3 separate regions of the Pan troglodytes genome follow, and all the other regions are linked to region 2. The links are chromatin contacts, called in public Hi-C maps. All regions are on one chromosome and are shown on one strand. The core of a region is the stretch at or near the end of the contact, and the rest is flanking DNA. Distances in the headings are between cores, read along the strand shown.

Evidence for each region. Hi-C and Micro-C count contacts between places; a contact is called where the count stands out from the background.
Region 1: a Hi-C map of stem cell-derived neural progenitor cells shows a contact between it and region 2, with 4 times the contacts expected there. The contact joins the promoter of SH3BP4 here to the promoter of ARL4C in region 2. A contact is called at or near these places in 1 of 7 Hi-C or Micro-C datasets (stem cell-derived neural progenitor cells) and 1 of 1 datasets of contacts at active chromatin or transcription factors (stem cell-derived excitatory neurons).
Region 3: a contact with region 2 is called in a Hi-C map of stem cell-derived neural progenitor cells, with 8 times the contacts expected there. The contact joins the enhancer-like site here to the promoter of ARL4C in region 2. A contact is called at or near these places in 4 of 7 Hi-C or Micro-C datasets (blood, induced pluripotent stem cells and stem cell-derived neural progenitor cells) and 1 of 1 other capture datasets (stem cell-derived neural stem cells).

What each region holds. Positions count from the first base shown.
Region 1 is chr13:137,117,652-137,122,094 of NHGRI_mPanTro3-v2.0_pri, forward strand. SH3BP4 (SH3 domain binding protein 4) reads left to right here and starts at 2,375. Exons shown (of 6, transcript XM_016950767.4): 1 at 2,375-2,544.
Region 2 is chr13:136,678,121-136,683,006 of NHGRI_mPanTro3-v2.0_pri, forward strand. ARL4C (ADP ribosylation factor like GTPase 4C) reads right to left here and starts at 1,814. Exons shown (of 1, transcript XM_001151934.7): 1 at 1-1,814. The coding sequence starts at 1,814. The coding sequence ends at 1,236.
Region 3 is chr13:136,316,488-136,320,743 of NHGRI_mPanTro3-v2.0_pri, forward strand. No RefSeq gene overlaps it. Among named protein-coding and RNA genes, the nearest start is that of SPP2, 85 kb to the left of the region's middle. Within about 2 kb of position 2,389, at least 5 of the 24 cell types and tissues checked have an H3K27ac peak or open chromatin away from gene starts, as enhancers often do. A contact at or near this core is called in stem cell-derived neural progenitor cells and stem cell-derived neural stem cells, where this site is marked.

The sequences.
Region 1 (4,443 bases), core at 1,125-3,624, 440 kb after region 2:
TGGAAAAAAAGCACACATTCAACAGGAAGCAACATCTAGAGACCTTTCTGTCTTCCAGGATACAAAAAGAAAACAGTTCATAAACAACTTACATCTAAACCAGTAATGTTGTCTCCCTGGCTCATAGGAGCTGAAGAAGAATTCCAGTTACTGTAGTAAGAATATAAGGTAATGTGTTCTTGTTTTTTTTCTTTTTTTTAACCACTTTGTTTAAACATTCTGACCTCTGTTAATTCCTCTCTAGGATGTGGACTGGTTTGAGGATGCTTGAGGCATGACTATAGCAAGTACTGCGCATACATATGTGGACATCGTAAGACACGCTCTCTGCTTCCCCAGGCGAAATCTGTAATGCTTTGTTTATTCACGTTCTATCCTGCGTTTCCACGGCACTTTGTTCTTTGTGGTTTTTAGGGTATCTTTCTCCCTCTCTGCTCAGTGAACTGAGCTGCCTGGACAGGCCTTGAGTTTTCTTATTCGATTGTTTTTTTGTGTGTGTATGTTTTGCCTTAGCTCCCTCACTAGTATAGTCAAGGAGCTTTTCATGCTTTGAGCCATTTGTGGCATTTCAGGAATTACCTTCATAGCTTTTGTCCATTTTCTACTGGCTTGTCTTTTTCAATGCTTTTATAGGCATTTTTTAAAAAACACAGTGTGGATGTCATTTGGGATAGCAGTACTAATAGTAGCTAAAACTTACTGAAAGCTACTGTGTGCCAGGCAGTCTGCTGAGCACTTTACATGCTGCCTTTCATTTTTACACTCATTTAGGAAACTGAGTCACAGAGAGGCGAGATAACTTGCCAGAGATTCAAGCACATTCCAGACACATCCCTACACCAATCAGACCTCCTAGCCACCCAGAAACTCTCCTCTGCTCGGAGGCTTCTCTGCTTCCTCCACCTGCCCCTTCGCCTCACTGCCTCCTTTTAAAATCTGCGGCATGTATTTTAGGGATACTCGTATCCATTTTCAGGAATTCCATGATCTACACACAGATGACACCAAAATCGGAACAGCAATGTCCACCCTTCTCCCGAGCCCTAGGTCGGTGCCTCTGTCCACCTGTGTCTCCTGAAACTTCAACACAGACTTCAAATGGAGTGGCAGAAAACCAGATTCCTTAGGGAAAGGAAGGTCTCCCAGACGGCAGGAGCGGCAGGGCTTAGGGGCAGCCGCAGGGGCTCGGGAGTCTGAACATACCCGGTTTGAATTCAGACTCTGGCACGCCCCATGCGATCATAACATAGTGCTGCACGTCTCAAGCCACCTATAAAACGGGGACAATAACAATATCTGCTTCGGGGTTAATGGTGAGGACTGACTGTGTGTGTCTCGCTCAGGACCAGGAGCAACAAATGTTGGCTTCTTCCCCGGCAAAGACCCGCGCTTTCTTCTGGGCTCCGGGTTCCCGGGGTGGGGGTGGGCGCAGTCCCGAGGGCCCCAGGCAGTGGCGCAGTGGTTAGACCCCAGCCTCTGGAGTCGGCCTCGGTTCAGATTCTGGTTCTACCCTTCTCCTGCTGTGGCGAACCAACCCTCCGAGCTCTAGTTTACTCGTGTGAAATGGACTAGCCAAAATTGGGATTTTTTTTTTTTTTTTAGGATTAGATGTGTCGGTCCATAGACGTTGCTGGCCACATAGTTAAGTGGTGCGTTCACTCACTGGGCATTGATGGAGCGCCTACTACGTGCCAGGCCTGTTTTACGCGCCGGGGGCCCAGAGGCGCCCAGGTCAGACAAAGTGTAAACGATTCCGACCAGAGCCCTTCAATCTGCATTCCGCTTCGCAGGAAACTCTCCTCCTTTTATGATTTTCAGCCGGACTGCCTTCCCTGTTGTTAGTTTGTAACTTTCGCTCCGGCCCCCGCAGCCTCGCGCCTGCCTTCCCTCCACTGTCCTCAGCCAAGGTGTAGTAAAGCGTCTCCGAACGCGGCGCGACCCTCGCCCACGCCCGCTCGCGGGGGGACCGCACCGCCCCAGGGGTCCTCGCTAGGGGTTCCCGGAGAAGGGGTGGGAGATGGGGGTGCGGGGGGGCACAGGAGCGCGGGCCAGCACCCAGACCTGCTCGGTACCGGGGACCCAGACCCGAGGATGCCGGGCGGCCAAGGCCCCGCTACCCTGGCCGGCTCCGGGCGGAGGAAGAAGAGGAGGCGCCCAGACTGGATACCCGCCGGGACCCGGAGCCGCGGCACCACCCCCAGCCCGCCCCACGCTCGCCAGCCTCAGACGGCCGCGCCCCGCCCCGCCCCTCTCCCGAAGCCCCGCCCCGGCGTGGGACCACCCCCTCCGCGGCCTCAGCTCCGGTCCCGGCCCCGCCCCCCGCGCCCCCGCCCCCGCCCCCGCCCCCGCCCAGGCGCGGGACCACCCTCCGCCCGCCGAGGCGGGGGCCCAGCGCGCCCGGCACTCTCGGCGGTCCGGGCCCCTCGCCACTACCGCCGCCGCCGCCGCCGTGAGTCCCGCGGAGCCGCGCGCGCCCCCGGCTGGGCCGAGCCGCTGGCCGACGAGCGGAGCCGCAGGAGCCGGCGGGGACGCCATGCGAGCCAGGTAGGCAGGCGGCGGCGGGGAGCGCCTCGGGCGGCAGGGCCCTGGGGGCCGGCAGGGGCGCGGGGTCGTGCTCTGGGGCTTTGCACTCCCTTGCGGGCGCAGATCGTGCCGCGGGCGCCGATCGTGCCACCGCCGCCGGAGTTCGGGGCTGCGCGGGTGCCTGGGCGTGGGGCGGCTTCGGGGAAGCCTCGCGCGCCCCTCGCCGCTCCCCCGGGCGCTCGGGTCTCCCTGGTGCTGGTGGGCAGGGACCCGGCCCGGGGTTCCGGGCGCCGAGCCGCAGCCCTCCGCGTGCGCTCGGGCCGCCCCCCAACCCCGGCTCTGGCCACTTCCCGGCGGGCGGCCCTGCGGGGTGGCCTCCCTGGGCAACCGGACGCGTCCTCGGGCGCAAATCGGGGGGCGCGCTCGGCTCACGGGGGCCGTGGGGGCCACGGGAGGGCGTGGAGGGGTCGGGGCGCCCCCCTCGAGAGGCGCTGGGGAGGAGGGAAGGACGCGCGGTCTCCGGTTAAACTTGTTGGTGACAATGCATATTTCAACTTCTTCGGAGATCCCTCCTGTGAGGATGAAATTGAAAACTCCGGTTTCTGGCTTGGCGATCGGGTGACCCAGCAGCCGCGAGGTGACAGCGCCGGCGGCCCGCGGGCGGGGACCGGCTGGGATAGAGGCGCGTTGTTCTCTGAGCGTTGTTTACCGAGAAGCCCGCTCCGCGGCACGGGCGGGTGTCTGTTGGGACCCCAACCCTGGGTCCCGCGGCTCCTAGCCCGGGGCCTGCGGTGTAGACGGGGGTTGGGGACAGGCCCAGCTGGCCCTGACCGGGTGTCGGGCGCCCAGAGATGCCGCGCGGGAGGAGCCGCGGGAGAGCCGCCGGACTCAGCGAGCAGAGGGTCGTGGAGCCTGATGGATCGATGAGATCTGAAAAAGAACACTGTGCGAGATTGTATTCCTGCTTATTCTTTCCAAGTTAGTAGGCAGATTGGAACTATAGAATTTATCCGTGATAATAATAAAGTTCGCATAACTTTTGTTCTGATTACAGAAACAATGTATGCTCAGGGCAGAAAGCTAGAGATAAAGAGAAATATAAACAGCAAACAGGAAACCATCCCCAATCCCACATTTTTTACCAGCCTTGTCACAGCCTGGCAGATTTGAACATTAAGTTAGAACTGGAGCCATTCTTGCCTAAACCAGAGAATCCCTGAATGCAGCCGCCCCTTCTCGCCCTTGTGACCGTCTGTGAGCTCCAAAGTTTGGGTTTTTTCCTTGCTCCCTACCCGGGCAGAATCTCTGCTGGCCACGAGTCCCCTTCCCAGTGGGCTGGGGGCTTTCCTTGAGATCCGTGGCCCAGATGAAATGATGGGAGAGGCCTGGATCCTCACCGCCCTCTGTGGTTTTGGTTCCTTGCCTTGTAAAAATGAAGGTAATGATTCTCAATCTGCTTCTCAGGCCACCATAAAAATTAATGGGTGGTTTGCAGAGCGTTTTGACATCCGTGGATGGACAGCGGCTGTACTTTAAGGCGCTGGGGAACATTCTACTGTTCCTCATTGCAGTGGTCATGCAGTGTAATAGGCTGCCTCTCACCTGGCCGTCCTGCCCAGGAAACAGACTCCAGGAATGTCCAGTGGAGCCCTGAGGACAATATTCCTGGTTCCTTGCTCAGTGCCCTCGGGACTCGGCCAAATCCCTCAGAGTGGGAAGCTTGGGAAGAGGCAGCGCTCTCCAATCCCCCTCCTCCACCTCTGCTTTCTGCTTGTAGGCGGATTTCTTAAAGTAAGGGGGCAGTGATATTTAGGCGGGACCCCAGATTGCCCACTGCCTGATGTTTGTGGGTCTGTGGAATGCCCGGGCCGTGCTTATCCAAAAGAACAGTTAGTTCTGGGAGGGCGCATAAACTGAACA
Region 2 (4,886 bases), core at 564-3,063:
CTAAGGTAAGTATTCATTTGTAAAAGTTTTTTTTTTTTTTTCCAACATGTCTGAAAACCCATTATCACGCGGTTAGTATTACAAGAGACATCCCTTGGTTAAAAAAAAAAAAAAATACCATCTTGCAATTCAGCACACACCTGCAGCTGGTGTGCTCATCCAAACCAATCAGTAGGCTAAGAGAATTTAAAATTCCATACATATGAGTCTAGGTATTAATGCCGATTACACAGTACAGAGGGAGGTCCCTATAACCACACACACACACACCCCATCCAGCATTTACACCAGAAGCCTTACCCTTTAAACACCTTTAACTATCCTGCAAACAGTAAATGCATCATTGGCCACCACCTCCAATAGTTCGTCTTTTTTTTTATTTTTTATTTTTATTGGTCTCTTTGTGTGATAATGACCTACACATGGACAGGGTCCAAACCATCTGGAAGATGTCTGATTCCAGGCTGAAAAGCAGTTCTCAACAAAACTGGTCTTCTGCAGCCACCACAAAGCACCAGGAAAAGGGCACCTCCGCGGCCATCCCCAGCCAGGCCAGCACAGCGCTCCGTGCCCGCTGAGCCGTCCCAGGCAGTCCTCTGATGACCCAAACCACCACCACCTTTGGGTCCAGAGCAGGACAAATGAAATTTCAACAGGGGCCTGCCCTGTGACCGAAAATTACTCAGCTTCACAGCCCCTGAATGCAAGGAGACGTGGTCCCCCCAGAACCAACATGCCCCCCAAGGTGGGTACGCCCACGGTTCTGGGAAATGCATACCTCAGGTAATTCACAGGTGCGATCCCCCAGTGGGGGCGGGGCAGCCTGAACTTCTGGCCCTGCAGGAGTGGGAAGAAATCGCTTTTGTCTTTCCGACAACTGAGCCTTCCACCTGGGGCTGGGAGGGCGGACAGCAGGACCGGCTCTTCCACTCCCCACCGCGGCCCCCCGACCTGGTCAGTAGCTCTGGCGTTCAGACAAAAGGTCCCCTGAGCTGGGGGTGGGGGGCAGGTCGAGAGCAGGCCGGTAAATCAGACTTCGCAGCTCCTTAAGTCACCAGTCCTGCATTTGGGTGCAGAGATTCCGTTTTAAAAATTCGAAGCATCGCTTTGGTTCGCTCTTTGTTCGCGGGCGCGGGTTCTCGCTCATCCATCCATCCATCCATCCATCCATCCATCCATCCACCCATCCATTCTTTCTTGACGCACTCGCTCGCTCCCCGGTCGCTCCGGGCGCATTACCGCTTCTTCTTCTGCTTGAGGGACTTCCTGCGTTTCAGGATCATCTCATAGAGCTTGTCCATGCCCTCGGTGAGGCCCTCGCCGATGATGGCGCACGCCGGCTGGACGTGATAGGTGGTGGCCGGGATAAGCTCGTGCAGCGCCAGCTGCTTCTCGATCTCGGCCACCGGCAGCGACTTGGGCAGGTCCTGCTTGTTGGCGATGACCAGCAGCGGCGTGCCCTGGTTCTCGGCGAACTTGGTCACCTTGTGCAGCTCCGTCTTGGCCTCCTCCAGCCGGTCCACGTCCACCGAGTCCACCACGTAGATGATGCCGTCCGTGCAGCGGCTGTAGGACTTCCACAGCGGCCGCAGCTTCTCCTGGCCGCCCACGTCCCAGAAGTGGCAGCTGATGCCCTTGGCCGTGCCGTTGCTCAGCTTGATCTTCTCGGTGTTGAAGCCGATGGTGGGCACCGTGTTCACGAACTCGTTGAACTTGAGCCGGTAGAGCACCGTGGTCTTGCCGGCCGAGTCCAAGCCCAACATGACGATATGCAGGGACTGGAAGGCCGAGATGTTAGAGGAGATGTTGCCCATGGCTCCTGGCTGCGGCGCCGGCCGCTGCGGCTGCGGCGGGAGGGCGCCGCCCCCCGAGCAGTCACGGGCCCGACGCGGCCGGGCGCACCTGGGCCCCGCCCGCCGCCGCCCGCACCGGCCCCGGGGCTCGGCGTCCCCGCGGGCGCACGGCTTGGCGCGCTCAGACGCCGCAGTCCCCGCGCCCTCGCCGGCCGGGCTCGCGATCGGCGGGCATCGCGTCTACGCCCGGCTTTGTCTCCCGCGAAGCCGCCTCAGATGTTCGGCGCAGGAGGCTCGCGCCCGGCGCCCTCCCCAGGCCTGGGCTCGCTCTGTGGTTTCCTCGGGCCGCGCCCCCGCGCTCCGGCAGCTGCCCGGGCTCTCCCCTCTCCCGGCGCCCGGCGCTGGCTTCTGGCCTGGGACGGCGCTGCTCCTGCTCCTGCTCCCGCTCCCGGGGCGCGGGCTTCCCCGGGAGTCGCTGTCCGCTCGGCCGCCTCACAGTCCCCGCAGTCCCCGCGCCGCCGCAGCAGCCGCCAGCCTGCAGCGGCCGGAGGGCTCCCGGACCCGCCCCCTCGCGCCCCTCCCCGGACCCGCCCCCTGCCCCGCCCCGGGCCCCGCCCCGCCCGCCGCCGGGGGTCAGGCGCGGTCCTCCCCGCCCAGCCCGCGGTTTTCGCGCGCTTCGCTGCGTCCCCGCCGCCCCCCGGCCCCTCCCGCGCCGCGCCGCGCCGCGCAGACACAATGGGCGCGGAGCCGGCTCTTCCTCCCCAGCGGCTGACGCGTTTGCAAAAATAGCTCTCGGCTCCCGGAACCCCCGCCCGGGTCCTAGCCCGCGCCCTGCCCCGCCGGGCCGCAGGCGTGGGCGACGCAGCCTGCCTGAGGGCGTGGGTCCCGGGGTCCCAGCTCTGTGGGCGCGAGGCGGGGCAGGGCGGCCCCCAGGGTGACTGGGAGAGCGCCGCTCTGGGGAGTGAGGGCGGCGAGGCTGGGGCCTCCAAACCCCAGAAGGGACGGGACGGGGCTGGCCTCGGTGAGCTGCCAGCCTGCGCTCTGGATCCAGCCGGGCGCGTCCCCTCCCACCCTCGCGCCGCGGCTGTCGCCGGCCCCGGCCCCCAGTGACGCCCAGGCTCGCCTCCTGCCTGGGTTCCAGGGGGCTGCACCCGGCCAGCGCCGCCCTCCGGAGCCCAGGCCTGTGCCCAGGGCACCCTGGAGGCCCAGCCTTTCTTGCCCGGTGGCGGCGGTTGGGGCAGGGTCGGACCTAGGCCGCGATGGGGGATTAGAAGACCTACCTGCCCCGAGTAACTCGGACAGCTCACCCTCCCAGACACGCCTGGGCTGCCTCATTTCGTCCGCATCGACTCTGCTGACATCCCAGGGGAAGCGTCAGCATTTCGGGAGAGCACCCCTTGCCCCCCCGACTTTGGGAACTGAGAACCACCTGCCCGCAGGTGAACGACTCCGCAGAAATGGCAACACCAGCCCCGGGGGCTGAAAGAAAATGTGTCTACAGCTTGGAGCTGGTGGCACAGTGGGTTACAAACACTGATATTCCACGGGTTCCACCTCCTGTCACCTCAGTTCAATGGTTTTATTCTGGTTTGTAAACATGTAACAAATGTGTATCCTCTCTGGGTGCGGAGAAAAGTGAGAGTATATTATGGCAAACACACAGATCTGGGGAGAGCTGCTCCGCAGGAGACAGCAGGCCGCAGCATGGGCGACCGCATCTTCCCAGCTCTAGCTTATGAGACAGAAACGATGGAAACGGAGTCAAGGGGGAAGAAAATGAAAATGCTAAGAATTTATGAATAAAAGCTAGAATTTTAGAGAAATACTTTATCACCTTCCGTTCACAAACCACGAAAAGATATATGATATCGTTGGTACCAAAGCATGTGAGAAGACCTCACCTGTAGAAGGAAGGACAAGCCACCACCACCCCTATCCTTGGAATTCCCAAGGCGGCAGCCGGAGCGACCATCCACTCTACTGAGTGGATTTGGGGCTGGAAACGAAGTATCAGGCTGGAAAGGACCCTGCCTATCATTCCGCCCAATGCTGTCCAGTGAGGTAACAAGGCCTAGGCGCCCGTGACGTGACGGCTAAGGCAGAACCTAGAGGCCCACTGCCTGCCCCAGGACCAAGGGTCTGTATGCACAAAACTGGGCACCTGCCTGCCCTCTTCCTCACACCCCACTCTTCCCACACGCTGTTTCCTTCAATGAGGAATAAAGTGAGCCACGCGAAGGATAGAGTTCAACAGAAGATATTGGCTGCACTGTGCCACTTACTTCATTTTAAATAAAAATGGAAATGTATTCACTGACATCACTGAAAAGTTAAGGATAAAGGTCCTCTTCAGGCATGGCTAGACCCAGGAGCTCAAAAGGAGTCTTTAGAGCAGGTGTCTCTCCAGTCCTCCTCCGTGTTCCCCTGTGTTGATTCTTTTTCTTTCTGGCAGCCTTGGACTCACATCCTTGGTTTAGATCCTGGAAAGGAAAAGGTACAACTCTTTCCCAATAACTCTAACCAAAGCCTGGAGCACGCACCCTGGATCAAGGACTGCTGTCCAGGAGGAGGGAACACACCAGTGGATGTGGCCTAGGGGTTGAAATCAGGAAGGGTGGTTCTCCAAGAAGAATCCAGGATCTGTCACCAAAAGAGCAACTCTAGTGAGGCAACAGAAACAACGTATGTTGGCATAATTCATAATGATGATGTTTCCGTTATTGGGAACCCTGGGGAGACAGGATTTTGTGTTTTTGGAGTGATTTTCTTGACTCTCTTTAATGCCTGCCCCACAGATAGCCAGCTTCTCATGAGACTGTTTCTTGTTTCTCTTTCTTGTCTGCCACAGACAGGGCCGAGGCTGAGCCCCAACCCAAGATGAGCCTTTGGTTTAGTAGCCTGGGACCTGGACATTTGGAAAGAGACAGGTCAGACTGGAAGCCTCTCCATCCGGCTTCCACAGATTACCTTTGTGTTACTTCCTTTTCCCCTAGTCAAGACTTGCTTTGAGTTTTAAGGTGGTAGGAAGGAGATGTTTTAGTAAAGTATCCGATGTATCTTTTTGGTGCTATGCTAATTATTACCAAGAGCCTC
Region 3 (4,256 bases), core at 1,139-3,638, 360 kb before region 2:
GGCATTGGGACCACGGCAATGGGGTTTTGCAGATGGGGAGAGATTAGGTTCAACTCTGAACATGACATATGCAAGTGGGAATTTACAGCCAAGGAGCACGGTGGGGGCAGTGGATGGAAACCACTAAGGGAAATCCTCAGGGTTAAAAGGGATTCTGGCTAAACCAACCTACCAGGATTCTAGCTGAAAACAGGCCAGGGTGATCAGACAGCACCTGGTGGGTGCTGGAGGATGAGAAACCTGATTAGATATCAAGGGCGATCAGGTATTGAAGGGGTAGCATTTTTGCCAACTGATTTAGTGGGTTCTCTGCTCAAACTGGGTTTTACAAGAAAGTGCTCAGATGGGCCTAGAGGTTTTAGACGGCTGACTAGTGTTCACTCAAGCAGAGAGTCTTTGCCACTATCGGCTTGAAAATGGTGAGACCCAAAACACAGAAACATGGCACACGTGGTGGGAGTTATGAGCTCAGAAGGCCAAAGGGAATCCTTCTGGGTGCCCCCAGGAGTCTAGACCCAGAGGACTAGGGTCTGCACCAAGAAAGCCTTTTGCTTGTGTTGCCTTTAGAGAAGAGGAGACCAGCTGGGCAGCACCGCCCCTCCTGGGTTACGTGCAGCTGAGACACTTGTATCCTGGCAGTGAGCCCCGGGCCATCTTGACGGCCGATTCCTTGTTCCAGACCAGGGCCTGATCTCTTGGGATTGTTCTTGCAGGACCCAATATGCACAGTGAAGGAAAAAGTAAGTGTGGAGGAGTGACTGCAAAACCCGCCAGGTCTGATGGGGAGCATGACGCAGAAGCTGAGCCTCCAGGCTCCCAGCACTGTTGTTTCCGGGGTTCCTCTGATGTCCCTGAGCTCCTGGCTCCCCATCTGAAAATGAGGGCGAACATTCCCCTTTCTGCCTCACAGTGTGAAGGTCAGTCACATGGTGTGTGAAAAACCCTTGTCACCTGTAAAGGGGCTCTCAGTGGAAGTGACCTGTGCATTCCTGCAGCCAGAATCAAGCCCAGCACTCCTCAAACCTGCCAGATGATAAGAACCCCTTGGACAGATGCTCAGATGACCAGCCTCATCCCTGGAAATGCTCATCAGTGGATGTGGGTTGAGGCATGGGAATCAGTGTTGAGTAAGTTCCCTAGGGTGATTCTTCTCCTCGGTGGCTGGGGAAACATGGACCATCTGATCGAGTGGTTCTCAGGCTTGTCTGCGATGACCTGGGGGAAGATAACAAAGAGAAAGACTCCATTTTTTATGTTTGACCACTGATGGCTTTCAATCCGTTCTCTTTCCCTCCTGCTGGAACCACATCCAGGCAAGTTGATGAGAACATTGATGCCTCCGCCCTGGGTGCCTGAGTGCCCGTGGGGAGTTCAAATCCTGGCCTCCGTGCAGGAACCCTCAACCTGGCTGGCTCACTTTTAACCACAGTAAGAACCAATGCCACTGCCATTGCACCTACTTAATTTTCTCAAGCCCCCTGGACTGTATGGAGCCCAACTTGATCTCCCAAGAAAGTCACGTTATGTGACCCTTTTCACATCCTAACAATGGAAGGGACCAGTCTGGGCAGCCTAACCAATTTTGGATGGCGGTTAATCCCACCCTCCATGGGGCACCTGCACGACAGGGGGCTTCAAAGGTCAAAGCCTGGCCTGCAGAGTCAGATGTGAGCATCTGGGAGGCAGCCTGGCCATCAGTTTAAAGGTTCCTGGGTGATCCCTGGTGATTGCTGGGTGCAGTGGGGACTGAGGACGTGGGTCTCATTCTCCCACTTCCCATCCAGTTGACTGTAGCTTTCTCTTAGCTGGCCTTGCCTCAGCCTGGTGAGAGCAAAGTCTGTGCATTTTTTGTTACCTTTCTATTCCCGGATCTTAGCTGAAATGCAGGAGCTGCTTAATTGACAGAAAGAAATGAAAAGGAATTGAATGCTTAGAAACAGTGATCTCATATCAGCCAAGTATACAACAAGAGTCAGGCCTCCCCCACTTGGACACTTTCTCCTCTCTATTGCTATTCATTTTGGGGACCTTTGGGGTAAAACTGCATGTTAAAATGTAAGGAATAAGACTCCAGCTGAGGAATAGGATTTTCACACCTAGAGTTTTAAAAAATGCAACAGAGTCCGGTATCAAACTCTAAACAGAAACTGGATCGGGATTCTTTAGAAGGGATTCCTAAAATGGGTGGCCCCAAGCCTAAACGACTTCAGTGGATTCTTCCAGTCCTGCATTCACCGTTACCAGCTGTTTGTAATGGGAGAGATTCAGTGACTCTTATCGGGCACTAGATGGCGATCAGGCATCGATAAGGCCCAACAACCGCCTCGGACCTGGGACCTGGGATTGGTTCCTCCAACCCTGGCCGCCACCCTGGGAAGTGGCCATTGTCATCTTGATTGTCTGTGGGAGACCAGTGAGGCTGGCGGTGGGGATTAGGACTTCACCCAAGGATCACACCCTCCTTCAACCCTTCCTGTGCAGCAGCTTTTACATTCATGTGCAGTGACCGCAGCCGAGGATGTGGGGCACAGCCCGTGAGAGAGACCAGGAGGTCAGCAGTGGTGGGAGTGTTGTGTGCAGTGCAGCCAGGGACCACGGAACGGGTCTCTGTGGCCTCCCCACGGGCCTCAGGGAGGAAGAGCTCTTGAAGGCCGAGAAGGGGCTGTGCTCTAAGCCTGCTGCCCAGGCCTACCCTGCAGCCCCCAGGATGGTTTTCAGGATGCTTCTAATAACACCCATGTCACTCTTACCACTGGCCAAGCACCATTTTGAGCACTTTCCACAGATCAATGTATTTAATCCTCACACAAGCACAATGGGCTGGGTACTACCGTCATTGTCATTCTATAGATGAGGAAACTGAGGCACAAGGAAATTACAAAGTTTGTTCAAAGTCATTTGTAGACCAAAAAAGAAAAGAAAGAAAAATTCTGCGCCCTTCAACCATCTAAATGGACCCCTCCTCTCCGCAAGGACATTCCAAAGCTAACCTGAAAAACTAGTTCAGGCCATGATGGGAGGCAGGGGTCAGAGGTCAGACATGCCTCATTATGCCCTCCTCCCTTTTGGAGTTACTGATAGAACATTTACAGTGTATTCTCTCTGAAGCCTGCCACCTGGAGGTTTCACATGCATGATTAAATCTTGGTCTTCACAACCCTTTATCTTAACCCAGACATTCCTAAGTCCTCTGACAATAACTTAACTCTTTCAACCAATTGCCAGTCAGAAAATCTTTGAATCTGCTGATGATCTGGAATCCTCCTCCACTCCAAGCCCTGCAGCTTCCAGTTGACCCACCTTTCCGGACAGAACCAATGTTCATCTTACATGAATTTGATTGATGCCTATGTCTACTTAAAATATATAAAACTAAACTGTCCCTGATCACGTTGGGCACATGTTCTCAGGATCTCCTGAGGGCTGTGTCATGGGCCATTGGTCACTCATATTTGGCTCAGAATAAAGCTCTTCAAAGATTTTACAGAACTTGACTCTTTTCGTCAACACATTCAACAAGTAGGTGACAGAGATGGGATTATGCTATTTTTTGAGACAGTTTCACTCTGCCACCTAGGCCGGAGTGCAGTGGCGCAATCTCGGCTCACTGCAACACCACGTCCAGGGTTCAAACAATTCTCCTGTCTCAGCCTCCCAAGTAGCTGGGATTACAGGTGCACACCACAAAGCCCGGCTAATTTTTGTATTTTTTAGTAGAGATGGATTTTCCCCATGTTGGCCAGGCTGGTCTTGAACTCCTGATCTCAGGTGATCCGCCTGCCTCGGCCTCCCAAAGTGCTGAGATTACAGGCGTGAGCCACTGTGCCCAGCTGAAAAATGTTTTAGATAAATTTTGTTCAATTGAAAAAAAAAAACCAAAAAACAAAAAAAACTACTTGTTACCTCTTCAGACCTCCTTGAGATGAAGCAACTGACTCCCTCTCACAGGAAATTTCTGTGACAGTCAACAAAAGCTGTCAAATTGCCTGCCTTTGTTCTTTGAGAAATTAGAACTCCCTCAGCCTCCAATGCCTGCAGGTTACATTTCCAACCAGTGACTCATTTCATTGAGATGGGTTCTTTTTCCTGCAACGATAGCAAGTTTGTTATACTAGTTGGGTCTTGGTGAGAACACTGACTAGGAACCAAAAAGAATTCCACAGCCCAGGACAATTAGGTCAAGCCATGAAAGCCCTTTAATTCTGGTAAAACCCCTCAAAGGGGCATGCTGAATGTAAGTCTTCACAGCCCTCTGG